2 separate regions of the Mus musculus genome follow, and region 2 is linked to region 1. Evidence: chromatin contacts called from public promoter capture Hi-C data. All regions are on one chromosome and are shown on one strand. Each heading gives the region's core, a stretch centred on a gene start, on an enhancer-like site or on the middle of the called end of the contact. The rest is flanking DNA. Distances are from core to core; before and after follow the strand shown.

Region 1 (6,878 bases), core at 2,743-5,242:
ATGAAGTCAGGGAAGGCTTCCTGGAGGAGAACGGATGTTATCTTCCAGGCCTTGCTGGAAAGTATGGGATGAATTTTGTTTGATTCTCGTGAGCCAAGCTTATTTTTACTTATTTTACTTATTTTATGTCCTTCATGAAGAAGGTGAGGCCAGTCTCAAACTTACTATAGAGCCAAAACGATGGCCTTGGACTTCTAGTCCTCCTGCCTTCTCCTCCCAAGTGCTGAGTGAGATTACAGGCACCCAATCCCATGGCACGTTTATGTGACGCCGGGGACCCAATCCAGAGATCTGCTTATGCTAGGCAGGAACTCTTATCAGCTGAGCCCATCCTCAGCCTGCTTATGTTTTAGAGGTGAGAGAAACTGTGATCAGACTCGATTGACTCCAGGCCATAGAGCTGGCACATGTGGGGGCAATATTTAAACTTAAGACCCGGGTATGAGCTTTCAATAGCTAAGTCCTCACGCACCAATGCTCTGACCCTTTTCAGTCATAGGCTCTTAGAGACTCCAGGGAGTACAAAGAAAGAGGACCATTGGCACTGCCATTGTCTAGGGTCCCCAGTGAGTTCTGGATACACAGACAGGAGCTAAGATGAAGGCCCCTGGGTTGCACCTTCTCATAGGCAGACTAGAAAACACACAAATTACCCTTAGCCCCCACCCCTTTTAGAAACCCTCAGGCTCTTTGACTTGGCCTCTGTTGCCTGCCTTTGGATCTCTTTCCCCTAGCTGGGCTGCCTGGTCTGGCCTCAGTGGGAGAGGATGTGCCAGGACAGGTTGGGGGTGGGGGGAGAAGTCCCCTTCTCCTCAGTGAAGGAGAAGAGAGAATGGATGAAAGGTATGGAAGGGAGGGACTGGGGAGGGCTGAAATTGAGATGTAAAATGAACACATAAATAATGAAAAAAAAATGGTTCTCAGGCACCCATGGTGAGGTGGGAAGGACACATGGGGCAAATTTTAGTTAGACTAGGACAGCCTTGGTGGCAGGTATGCTTGGGAGCAAATGTTTAGTCAGGAGGCACATTGCAGGGGACAGCAGGCTCGGGTACCAGATGGGCATGGGACAGGACAGGAAGAGACACTGCCTGTCTGGGCCGATTAATGAGCAGCTGATTAACAGGACACTGGAAAGGATGTGGGAATGGGATGAAAAGACCCTAGTACCCAGGGTGTTTTGCAAGGGAGAGTCATGGGGACTCGGTGCTGAGGGAAAGGATTTGAGTCTTGAGGCCTTACGGTGCTCTCTGGAGCTGGGCTGTAGAGGACTAGAAAGAAAGCAAGTCTGTGCAAAATAACTGCCTCGCCCCTCACCCCTGGCTCCCCCCACCCTGCCCCCCGCATCCATGACAACATCAGTGCACACCTGACTTATGATGGAGTCCTGTTTATTTGAGGATCATAAACAGTGGAACTAGAAGTGAGAAAAACAAGACATCAACCAGTTCCCCTGGCAAGGGCCAGCTCCGGCGCAGGCTGTGTCTGTCCAGGTGACGAGGCTGAGCCAGCAGCCTGCATCAGTGCTTTTTCCCAGGAGAAGTGGGGTGTGATGAAAACCCAGGGTTCAGTGACTCGTCTAATAGGGGAGGCTCGAAAGTCAACTTGGCGCTGGGTCCCTCAGCAACAGGTGAAAAGGATCGAGGGTTCACAGAACACTTAGTCAAGAGCACTCCCACCTGCTGTGACCCAGTCTGGGTAGTGTCACATTCTGGTAAGCAGCCAGTGTCCTCTGGTCATCACAAAGGCTCCAGGTATTCCAGAACCATCTGTGACCAGGTCCTCTGCCCAGCGAATGTCCACCTCCCTGGCCCAGTTGTCTCTGAGGTGCCTTTGAGGAGTGGACCGCCAGAGAGGCAGCCAAGGTACACGTGCGTGCTCCTCGGGGCAGCTCTGTTGAGTGACATTAGCCCCAGATCCCTACACATACTGCTTCTTGGATGCAGAGCTGTTGGGGCGGCTAGGGGACTTTCGGCCACCCTGGGGAGCTGTGTTTACAAATGGGGGAGGTCTGGAAGAGGTCAGTCTCTCCTCTGTGGTCAAGTTGGCCCAGTTCTGCTCAGTGGATGAGAGCCCGTTGTAGGTGGGACACGGTGGGGAAGAGGGTCCCTCGCCCATGGGGAGGTAGAAGAAAACCTGTTCAGGGTAAGGGTCTGAGGCACTGCCCTGGGCCGGGCGGGCGTCGTGGTCCCTTCGTGCCTTTATCTCCCGGCTGACACACCGACACAGCAGGTGAACCAGCTCCAGCAGGTTGAGCACCAGGGAGATGACTCCTACCACCAGCATGAAGATGATGAAGATAGTCTTCTCAGTGGGTCGAGAGACATAGCAGTCCACGATGTGGGGGCAGGGCGCACGCTGGCACACAAACACCGGCTCCATGGTCCAGCCATAGAGGCGCCACTGGCCATAGAGGAAGCCTGCCTCCAGCACACTCTTACACAGCACGCTGACCACATAGGTACCCATGAGCGCCCCACGAATCCGAAGACGACCGTCCTCTGCCACCGAGATCTTGGCCATCTGATGTTCGATGGCAGCCAGTGCCCGCTCTACATGTAGGTCCTTGGATGGCAGCGCCCGGAGCTCTCCCTCTTTCTGCCGCAACCGCTCTTCCCGCCGAGACAGGTAGATGACGTGGCCCAGGTAGATCAGGGTGGGTGTGCTGACGAAGAGGAACTGCAGCACCCAGTATCGGATGTGGGAGATGGGGAAGGCCTGGTCATAGCAGACGTTGGTGCAGCCCGGCTGGGCTGTGTTACACTCAAAATCAGACTGCTCGTCGCCCCACACCGACTCGCCAGCCAGCCCCAGGATGAGGATGCGGAAGATGAAGAGCACCGTTAACCAGATCTTGCCCACCACGGTCGAGTGTTCCTGGACCTGGTCTAGCAACTTCTCCAGGAAGCCCCAGTCGCCCATGTTTCCAGGGCCTCTCTCTGCAGGGAGACAAGGGTCAGAGGGCCATCAGCAGGGCAGCACAAAGCCTTTCTCAGCTCCCCCACTAGACATATGTCCATGGGATGTAAGCCCTTGGGAGGTCCGCCTGTGCTAGGGTCCCAATCTAACCACACATTGTGCTTTCTTTCACAGGCCAGTGCCCCAGGGTGACCACAACCCGAAGACATGTGGATTGAATAGAGGTTCCTATGGAAACAGAACAGTTGAGGAACTTATCCAAGGTCACACACAGTTGTGCCATGCCCTTCCTCCCTTTTGTTCAAGGCTGGCAACCCCCAAGAGAGCAGGGGTGGGGAGAGATGGTTATTAGGGGTCCCGTTCCCATCTTCCATGCCTCATTAAAAATGTTGAGGGCCTCATTTGAATCTTTGCACTTGCCGGTGGGGCTGGGAGTGAGGGAAGATGGGGTGAGGGACTCAGAAGCCCAGGGCATTTGGTCCACCTGTCTACCAAAAGGACCACCTGCGATTTTAGTGAATACACCTGAGCCTGTCCTAGCTCACTTCCCTCCAAAGCTGTTGCAGCCATTCTAGATAGAGCCTTGCAAGGAATGGCCATAGCTGGGTGAAGGTTCCAACGTTCCCAGAACATCTCATGGTGTGTGTGAAAACGTGGTGATGTGTGGTGTGGGTGCTGTTCCAGAAGTAAAGCAGGTACTACCAGACCTACATTCAAATACTGCTTTCTTCTCACCACCTGGGGATTTGGATTAGTAATCTTCCCGGCGCCCTCGGTCTCTCCTTAAGGGTTCATTGAAAAAAAAAGGGAAGGGAGCTAAACACAAGAGGCTGGTTAAAGGCAGGCTAGGTGAGTGCCGCTGGTGGCTTCAGTCGCGTCTGGCGCCCCGGGGGGCAAGCAAGCCTCAGCCCTCCCGCAGTGGAGTGAACCGTTTCCCCTGCCCCCCGAACTCACCGCCTGCTTGCCCGGCTGGCCCAGGTAGAGGGGACGACCGTGGCCGAAGCTGCGCCTGCGGGAATCCTGCAGGACCGCGCCTCCCGCAGGACGCCTTAAATAGCGCGCAGCTGCGGGTTTAGGGCAGGAAACGCCAGCCAGAGGGCTCTGGGGAGCAGGGAGGCGGGGCCTGGGAGGGACAGACTCCCAGGACCCGCCCAGATTGTGCTTCTTTGGTTGCGAGAGATGGAAGCTGTCTTGTTTCTCTGCTCTGACGCCCTCCGGTATCCCAGACTGCACTCCCCCCCCAGGTCCAGTGCCCTCCCTAGGTCCGCAGCAGGATGTGAAGGCGATTTTTTTTTTAAGCGAGAGGAGCTGGCAGATCTGGCACCTGGTCCGGAGGCTGTAAGGAGTGGGTGGGGTAAGAAGGGAGACTCATCCGTGTGCCCAGCTTCTGAGGCCACTGGACCCACATTGGAGAGGGGTGAGAATTCTCCCTTTCTAGAATCTGGTTGATCTAGGGGTCTCTACTTCACCAATCCTGGGCAGGCTATACCATCAAAAGTCACTTAGGAACGCTCTAGGGTCCTTTGATCTGAGAGTGGAAGTGGAGGGAAGCTCCTGTCCTTTAGCTGGGTTCCAGTCGATGCCTCTAAAAGAGAGGAAAGATCTTCCTGGGGAATTTGGAAGCAGGCAGAGCCCTGCTTCACTGTGAACGAAGAGTGTGGGATTAAGAATCCGCCTGCAGCTGGGAAAGCCACAATAAGCCTGCCAGGCCTGGTTTCCTACCCTCCTTACTAGATGCAGAAATTGAGCAGGGTAAGCCCCGTGGGTAACAGTAAAAGTGTAAAGGTGGGATCCAGGGCATCACGGGGTGTGGTTAGGGGTTGAGAAAGCCAGGCGGTGCAGAACAGCATCACTACCTTGGAGCCACCAGGTTTGGTTTCTTGTGCTAACGCCCAGAAGAGGCTGGGGGACCCAACCATGAGGCTTGTCAGAGCAACGAGGGTCAATCTTACCCTCCTCTGCCCTGACCCTACCGAATAGTGATGGAAGGATACCTGCTTCGGAGGGCCTGCCAAAGCCCCCAGTGTGCTGTATTGGTTCTAAAGGTTTGAGCGAGGACCTGAAGTCACTGAGATGTAAACCCTGAGCTTGGGAGGCTGAAGGAGGCAGAGCAAGAGTTTCAGGCCAACCTGGGATACATGGTGGGAACCTGTCTAAGCAAACAACCAACTCCACAAAACACAAATACACAGGCATGGTGGTACAGGCAGCCTGTAATCCTAGTTCTGTGGAAAGATGAGGCTGAGGAATTAAAATGTCAATGGTATGGGGCTGGGGTGTAAATATTGGTTGAGTGCTTGTTCAGTACTCACAGAGCCTTAGGTTCTAGCTAGCCCTGGTGGCACATAAACCAGGTGGCACATGCCTGGAACCTCACAGGAGGGGGGGGGAGGAGGAGGAGGAAGAGGCAAGAAGGTCAGAAGTTCAAGGCTGTCTTCTCCTTTGTGAGTTTGAGGTCAGCCTGTGGTACATGAGACATTGTCAGGGAGAGGAGAGGCAGGGGAAGAAGAGAAGGAGGAGGGAGGGAAGGAGGGAGGAAGGGAGGAGGGAGAGAGAGAGAGAGAGAGAAAGAGAGCGAGAGAGAGAGAGAGAGAGAGAGAGAGTTCAAGGACAGTCAGCAATTTAGCAAGACTCTTGCCTCAAAATGTTGAAAGAAAGAAATTTGGCGGTGTAGTTGAGCAGTTGAGCCCATGCCAGGCTTGTGCAGGCACAAGGTTTCTGTCTTTGTTGTCCCAAGTATGACCAACCTACCTACCATCCAACCAAGACCATCACAAGGCCTGACAGAAAGGATCTGCACTGTTCCAGGAGAGGGCAGAAAAGCCAAGGGAGGTTGGGGCCTAGGATTGGCAGGGTCTAGGGCAGCTGAGGGTGAGGAAGTGGCTGGGGCCTCCTGGGCCGGGGCAGTCCATGGGTAGGCTCAGACTGCAGACCAGCATGGTTACTGCCTGAGCTCAGGCTAGACAGGCTTTCCCTTCCAGGCCTCTCTTTCTCTGAGGGCCGGAACAGGCAGGGCTGAACGGAGCCTCCTGGGATTCCACTAGGGACAAGTGCGCCGACGTAGTTCTGACCCTTGAAGGCGTGGGAACAGTGTCTGCTCTGGTAGCTTTTCTGCCGAGTTGCCTTTGAGGTTGGGCCTCAAATCCTTTTGAAGGTTTTGCTCCCATCTGGTTCCCAGGGAAGTGGGGGGCAGGGGAGCTCATTGAGGACCTCGGGGTGATGCCAAGGTTGCTCCAACCCCTTCCTGGACTCTGAGATCAGGTGTCACAGATGAAGAAGGGGTAGGGGCCAACCAACACAATATTCAAAAGTCAACTCTTCTGAGGGAAAATGTCCCTGGATCGTCACTCTTCACCCCCACCCCTTTTGTCCTGACCCTGTTCAGCCTGCCACCAACTCAGTGACCCCAGATGGTCTCCTAGCCTCCACTCAGCCTCTACATTTTTGCAGAAACCTGGCTATAAGGTTGCCCTGTTTCAATGCCAGGCCGGCACTCCGTCACCAGCCCCATCCAGTCATTCTCTGTCGTGTCTGTGTGCACCTACCTTTGTGCATGGCTCTGTCTTCTCGGAGCAGCCTCACGTGTGGGAAACTCTCACACGTGGATGCCTCCAGCCCCTCAGGTCTTCGCTGAGATGTCTGTCATCTTCCCCAGAAGTTCCTTTGCTGGCCTCCACTGGGTCAGATATGCCCTGCAATTCCTTGTTTAAAGCTTTTTAGATGTAGTTAATATATGTAATACTATATGATATGTAAATATAGATTTATAACACATATGACTTAATATATAATTATATATATATATGCATTATATATGTATATATGCACACACACACACACAACTCGGTGGCATAGACCAGTAATCCCACCATTCATGAGGACTGCCAGTTATGGGCTAGCTCATACTATACAAGATCTTGTCTCAATCAGAACACAGTTCTTATCTCTGGAGCCAACTA
Region 2 (6,247 bases), core at 2,119-4,618, 160 kb after region 1:
ATTGTTTCCCTGACTTCTTTCTTGGCATGCTTGTCACTGGTGTGCAGGACGCCTACTGATCGTGTGTATTAATTTTCTATCCTTCTGCTTTGACAGATGTGTTTATCAGCTTTAGGGGATTTCTGGTGGAATCGTCTTTATTCTATTTTATTTACATATACAATTTTATCATCTGAAAATAAGGATTCTTTGACTTCTTCCTTTTCTAACTTTTATCTCTTTTATTGTCTTCTCTTGTCTTCTCGCTTTGGCTAAGACTTTAAGCACTGCTTATCAGGAGTGGAGAGAGGGGCTGGTTCCTGATTTTAGTGGAAATGCTTTAGCCTTTCTCCATTTAACAAGAAACTGGTTGTGGGGTTCTTTTATGTTACCTTTATCATGTTGAGATAGGTCCCCTGTATTTATAGACTCTCCAGGACTTTTTATCATGAAGGAATGTTAGTTCCCTCCCCACCAAAGGCTTTTTCTGCATCCAATGAGGCTATCATGTAGTTTCTGTCCTTGAGTTTATTTATGTGGTAGATTACATCTATTGATTTACATATGTTGAATTTTCCTTGTGTCTCTGGGATGAAGCTGACCATGGCTGATATCTGTAAAAGCTTTTAAAATTAAACATTTTGCTATCCACATGTATGGCTCAATTTTTGAATATGATGCCAAGAACCTATACATTCCTGAGCCATGGCGTTTTCTCTCCCTCTCCCTCCTGGTCATAAGGCCCCAGGACAGGTGCGCCTATTGGGGACTGATCTGTGGCACAGCAGGGCTGCTCTTGGTAGATTACTTCCTGGACAGCCACTGGTGGGGGGATTAAATGAGGATAAAGAAACAGGGTGGCCAGGGAAGCCAGAGTATTTGTTTGAGACAGGATCTTGCTATGTGGCTCAGGCTGGCTTTGAACTTGTATTCCTCCTGCCTCTGCCTCTTAAAAGCAGAGGTTTCTGGTGTAAGCCAACACCCGGCTCTAGAGAATTGCTTTTTGCTAATCTCTGCTGGGGGAAGACTAGAGGATCTATTGAATAGCAGTAACAACATAACAAAAGATAGGATCTGAGGCTATTGATAAAGTACTGGCTGGCTGGGAGTAACTGATCCTGGTAAGGAGGTAATGGCCCAAGTGACTGATGGGATTAGTTTCTTAGCCAAGGATTTATTGAGAAAAATTGTCAGGGTCTATGGAAGAATCCTGGATCCCTCAATCAGGGTAGGATTCTCCTACAGGGAGGATTTTATTCTATGATCTCTTCCCACATTTGCCTTTCATGGGAATAGTCTCCCAGCCTGTGTGTGACTCAGTGACACTCTGTCCTCTCGTCAATAGCTCCAGGGCATCTGATGTGCCAAATGCTGAATTTGGCCAAAGAAAAGATATTTGTGCCTTTTATTTAGATGATTGAGAAAGGAGGTATGGGTGTGGATAAGAGTTGACTTGTGCCCGGCCTCCCAATGACAAGCCTAGAATCATGTGTGCAGGGCAAACAAAACCAGTTCAGAGACAATATGGAGGATGACAACTCCAGTTGCCTGGTAGGTTGGGTGCCCCTCATGTTGATACAGTAGAGGTGCATGGGAAAGGGCCTATCCTATCACTGGGGACGCTGACGGGTCCAGAACACAGAGTGGCTTTTGGGTCTGCATGTGTCACCACAGATGCAGATGTAGGACTTTGATCCTTTCTCCAGGATCAGAGCCTTGGGTCCCCAGATCTAGGTCCAGAGCATGGACAAGACTCATATCCACTTTTGAAATTTTGACTGAGATTCTTTTGTGTGTAATGATCAGAGACCAACTTGGCTTGAGCAAAAATAGAAACACAAAATTTCAGGAGTACAGAGGTCATATCAGGAAGGCAGCCAGTCTTTTTTTTATAAGGGACCAGGAAGCTACCCAGAGTCAAAGCGTCACCCTGTACCACCAGACTGATATTCTTTGATGAATTAAAAAAAAACGAGGACATGACTGACTGCTCCAAGGTATGGTTGAGTGGAAGGTTTGTTGTAGATACGCGTGAGAAAGCAGCCAGAGGCATCTGGAAAGGGTCCAGAATGAACCAGGCCAGCGGACTGAGGCATGAGAGAAGAGGGTGGGAGTGGGGCGAGGGGAGGGTGAGGGCGGACAAGAAGAGAGAGGGAGCAAAGAGAGGAGCCGAGGACTGGGAGACCTGGAGAGCAAGAGACCATGTAAAGGAAATGGCTGAAGCGATATAGGAGTCAGAGAAATTGGGGGAAGAGAAGCTTAAGGGCAGGGGGCTGAGTGAGAAGCTCTGAGAAGAGCCAGGACTCTGTCACAGGTATGGGAGACATTGAGACTGGTAGCTAGCATCCACTTTGATATGTTTTTTTAAAAATTTATTATGTATTTTCCTCAATTACATTTCCAATGCTATCCCAAAAGTTCCCCATACCCTCCCCCCCACTTCCCTCCCCACCCATTCCCATTTTTTTGGCCCTGGCGTTCCCCTGTACTGGGGCATATAAAGTTTGTGTGTCCAATGGGCCTCTCTTTCCAGTGATGGCCGACCAGGCCATCTTTTGATACATATGCAGCTAGAGTCAAGAGCTCCGGGGTACTGGTTAGTTCATAACGTTGTTGCACCTACAGGGTTGCAGATCTCTTTAGCTCCTTGGATACTTTCTCTAGCTCCTCCATTGGGGGCCCTGTGATCCATCCAATAGCTGACTGTGAGCATCCACTTATGTGTTTGCTAGGCCCTGGCCTAGTCTCACAAGAGACAGCTATATCTGGGTCCTTTCAGCAAAATCTTGCTAGTGTATGCAATGGTGTCAGCGTTTGGAAGCTGATTATGGGGTGGATCCCTAGATATGGCAGTCTCTAGATGGTCAATCCTTTTGTCACAGCTCCAAACTTTGTCTCTGTAACTCCTTCCATGTGTGTTTTGTTCCCAATTCTAAGAAGGGGCACAGTGTCCACACTTTGGTCTTCATTATTCTAGAGTTTCATGCATTTGGCAAATTGTATCTTATATCTTGGGTATCCTAAGATTTGGGCTAATATCCACTTATCAGTGAGTACATATTGTGTGTTTGTGATTGTGTTACCTCGCTCAGGATGATGCCCTCCAGGTCCATCCATTTGCCAAGGAATTTCATGACCCAGGACCAGATGGGTTTAGTGCAGAGTTCTACCACTTTGATATGTTAAAGAGGCACCTCAGTCACTTGAGAACTAACAGCGGGGGGGGGGGGGGGGGGGGGGGGGGGGCAGGGTCTCTTCATCTCTGTGATTCTATGGGGTTGTTTGATCTCTGCTCAGCTCTGTCTCTATCTCTGTCTCTATTTGTTTCTCTCACTTAGTTATCTCTCTCTCCTTGTCACGTGCCCCAAGTTCATTGTTCCTGTTTCTAACGGTCTCAACTTGCCAATTATGCTTTCCAGATATTACAGGGGACTCCGATTGGCTCTCCCCGAGTCACGTGCTCCCTGCTGGCCAAACAACAGTAGCCTGGAGTGTGAAGGTGGGTCTGCAATTGCTTCTGCCAGGGTCAACTGTGAGGGAAGACGGTAGGGAAGTGACACCCTTTCAGTGAGTACTGACTAGTATGAGCCTCAGTTTGCCTTCCGGAAGTGGGAGGAAGGTTCTACCTTAGCCTGTCAGGGTGGAGTGCTGATGGGTATGGACTGGGTTCCTTGGGACCTGAGGCTCCTGCTGTACCTTGTGCCCTCCCAGGGCTTCAGCTGGTGGCGCTGGCTGCTTGACTTTCTGGAAATGGATGCCATGCAAGGTTGCATTTTGACCAGGGGGAAGGAGGTCATTCTTGAGGGTGGCTGGATCGATTGTGAGTCTGCCCCAGCTCCAGAGACACGGCAAGGTAATGGAATTCTTCCCGTAATCGTTGCAGCTGGGGTTCTGGGGCCGAGACAGCCTGGATGCTTACAAACTAGCAGCCAAGGTGTGTTCTGAGGCTGCAGACGTGGCTTTAATGGTTCTTTTAAAAAATTAAGTGTGAGCTCATCCCTCAGAGAAACAGAGAATTGGCCATCCGTGAGGGCATGGTTAGTAGATTCAGAGAGTTTCTGCTGTCCTAAATAAATAAGAAAAAAGTTAAGGGACTTCACTACTCATATTTCCCAGGAAGAGAATTGTTAACTACTCCGGTCTGCCCTTGTGAAAACCCAGGGAGAGACACTAGGGAAAGGCCTTCTTTTAAAAAAAAATCTAAGAGCAAGGACAGGGGCATTTTAAGCAAAAGATTAAGAATTCGACTTTACTCCAATGCTTCCTTGTCAAGAACAGAAAGAGCATCTGGTGTTTGCTATCGGCTCCTCGGGGTAAATAAAGACCTACCCCACCCTGACTAAAAAGAAGTTATCCTCTAGAAGAAAACCTTCCCCTTCTGTGTCTCTACAACTTCAAGGGCGTCTTAGAGACAAGGCCGCCTATAGCTGCAATCCTTTAAAAGGCTCAAAAGTTCTCTTCAAAGAAAACGAAAGTCTTAAACACAAGGATAAGTTCCATTTCTAAACTTACCAGTAACTGTGACCTACTTTATGTTTTGGTTTGCTTCCTTGTCTTCCTTTTAACATTGTTGGTCTGTCTGTCTGTCTGTCTGTCTGTCTGTCTATGTATCTATCTATTCTATCATCTTTTGATCCATCATCTATCTTCTACTTATCTATCATCCAGCCCTTTATCCATCGCCTACCTATCTATCTACCTACCTACCTATCTATCTATCTATCTATCTATCTATCTCTACTATCTATATCTACCTGTTTTGATCCATCTATTATCAATCAATCAGTCTATGTATCATCTATCATCCATCTATCCACCCATTATTTGTCATCTATTTATCTAATCAGTTATTGTATATCTATCTGCTACCCATCATCTTTTGATTCATCTATTATCAATCAATCGATCAATCAATGTATCATTTATCATCTGCCTAGCCATCCATCCATTATCTATCATCTGTTCATCTATTCATCTGTTATCTATATCTATCCACTATCAATCAATCTATCATCTGTTAATCTATCTGCCTACCTATCTGCAATACTTATAATCTTATGCTATTTCTTCTTAATATATTCTACCACTGAATTCTTTACTAAAAAAATCTTTTATGGTTTACTATAACAACTCCCAGTATTTTATTTATTTATTTATTTATTTATTTATTTATTTGTACAGTTCATGGGATCTCACTCCTAAATTCAAAAGTTAAGACAATGAGGACGGCTGTCTTACAAGACCTAATGGCCCTTGACGTACTAACAGCAGCGCGAGGAGGAACCTGTGCCATCATTAGAGTGCTGTGTATATAAACCTGACAACTGGGACAATATGTCCCCAGTCCTCCAAGATTTACATACTCAAATTAAATCTCTTGTCAAGCCCTGCTTTAAGTTTTAATGATTAACTGGCATCACAGTTAGCCGGCACCTCATGATAAAAAGACCCTGCTATTTTTGGTGCCAATCGGAGACATAGCAACCTGCTATATAGTTTATTGTTGATGTGGCTTGATGATTTCTATCAAATCACGATCCTTCAGCCTGTGTGTCTGGAAGCTCTAGAAGGGGACAGCGGGGACAGAGACAGTCAGACCAGGAAGCCAGAGTGTCGGGGGATGCAGCTTAGTAGCTATAGAGGGGTCTGGATTTGGGGAACAAAGAACAGGAGAGCAAGCCCAGGGACGGGCAGGCGACTTTTTGATGCATAGTCAGACTCTATTGACCTTAACCATAGACAACCAGTTTCTCCACCTTTACCTCACAGTCAGGGAGAACAGACTTGCATGTATCCTGGGGAACTCCAAGGTTACCTCGCCTCCCGGTCTCCCGTTAGTGGGCAAGGCTCCCTTGATTGTACTCACGGATGCTCTTTCTTGTGTTCAGAAAGGGTGGACGACAGACCCTTCCCACCACACTCATCACTAGCCTGGGGAGATGGTATGGAGTCCTACATGCTCAGTAAGTTAAAGAACAATAACAGAGCTGCCTTTCTTTTACTTGGTCTCTCTTGGGAGAGACCTGGCCCAAGGAGGTCCCCAGAGCCTTGCCAGCCAGTGTAGTTTTCTGGGCAGGCTCCGCCCATTGCAGTATGCTTCCTTCGATGTTGCTAGAACCCTCCTTCCTAGGACTCATTTCCAGTTTGTTATTTTATGTTCAGCTTTTTCTACCAGCTCAGGGCCTGTCAGCATTACAGCTTCATCTACTGGCTTTTTTTTTTTTTCAATTATTCTTTGGGACCGAGGCAGGAGGAGGGTTGCTCCGTG

What was found. Promoter capture Hi-C pulls out the DNA fragments that hold promoters and counts their contacts.
Region 2: a contact with region 1 is called in a promoter capture Hi-C map of embryonic stem cells, with 2.8 times the contacts expected there. The contact joins the promoter of 1700080G11Rik here to the promoter of Gja4 in region 1. A contact is called at or near these places in 1 of 39 promoter capture datasets (embryonic stem cells) and 1 of 9 other capture datasets (liver).

The regions. Positions count from the first base shown.
Region 1 is chr4:127,310,047-127,316,924 of GRCm38.p6, forward strand. It overlaps Gja4 (gap junction protein, alpha 4), which reads right to left and starts at 3,993. Exons shown (of 2, transcript NM_008120.3): 1 at 3,874-3,993; 2 at 1,374-2,939. The coding sequence starts at 2,922. The coding sequence ends at 1,921.
Region 2 is chr4:127,471,473-127,477,719 of GRCm38.p6, forward strand. 1700080G11Rik (RIKEN cDNA 1700080G11 gene) reads left to right here and starts at 3,369. Exons shown (of 3, transcript NR_166431.1): 1 at 3,369-3,478; 2 at 3,691-3,832; 3 at 5,161-5,370.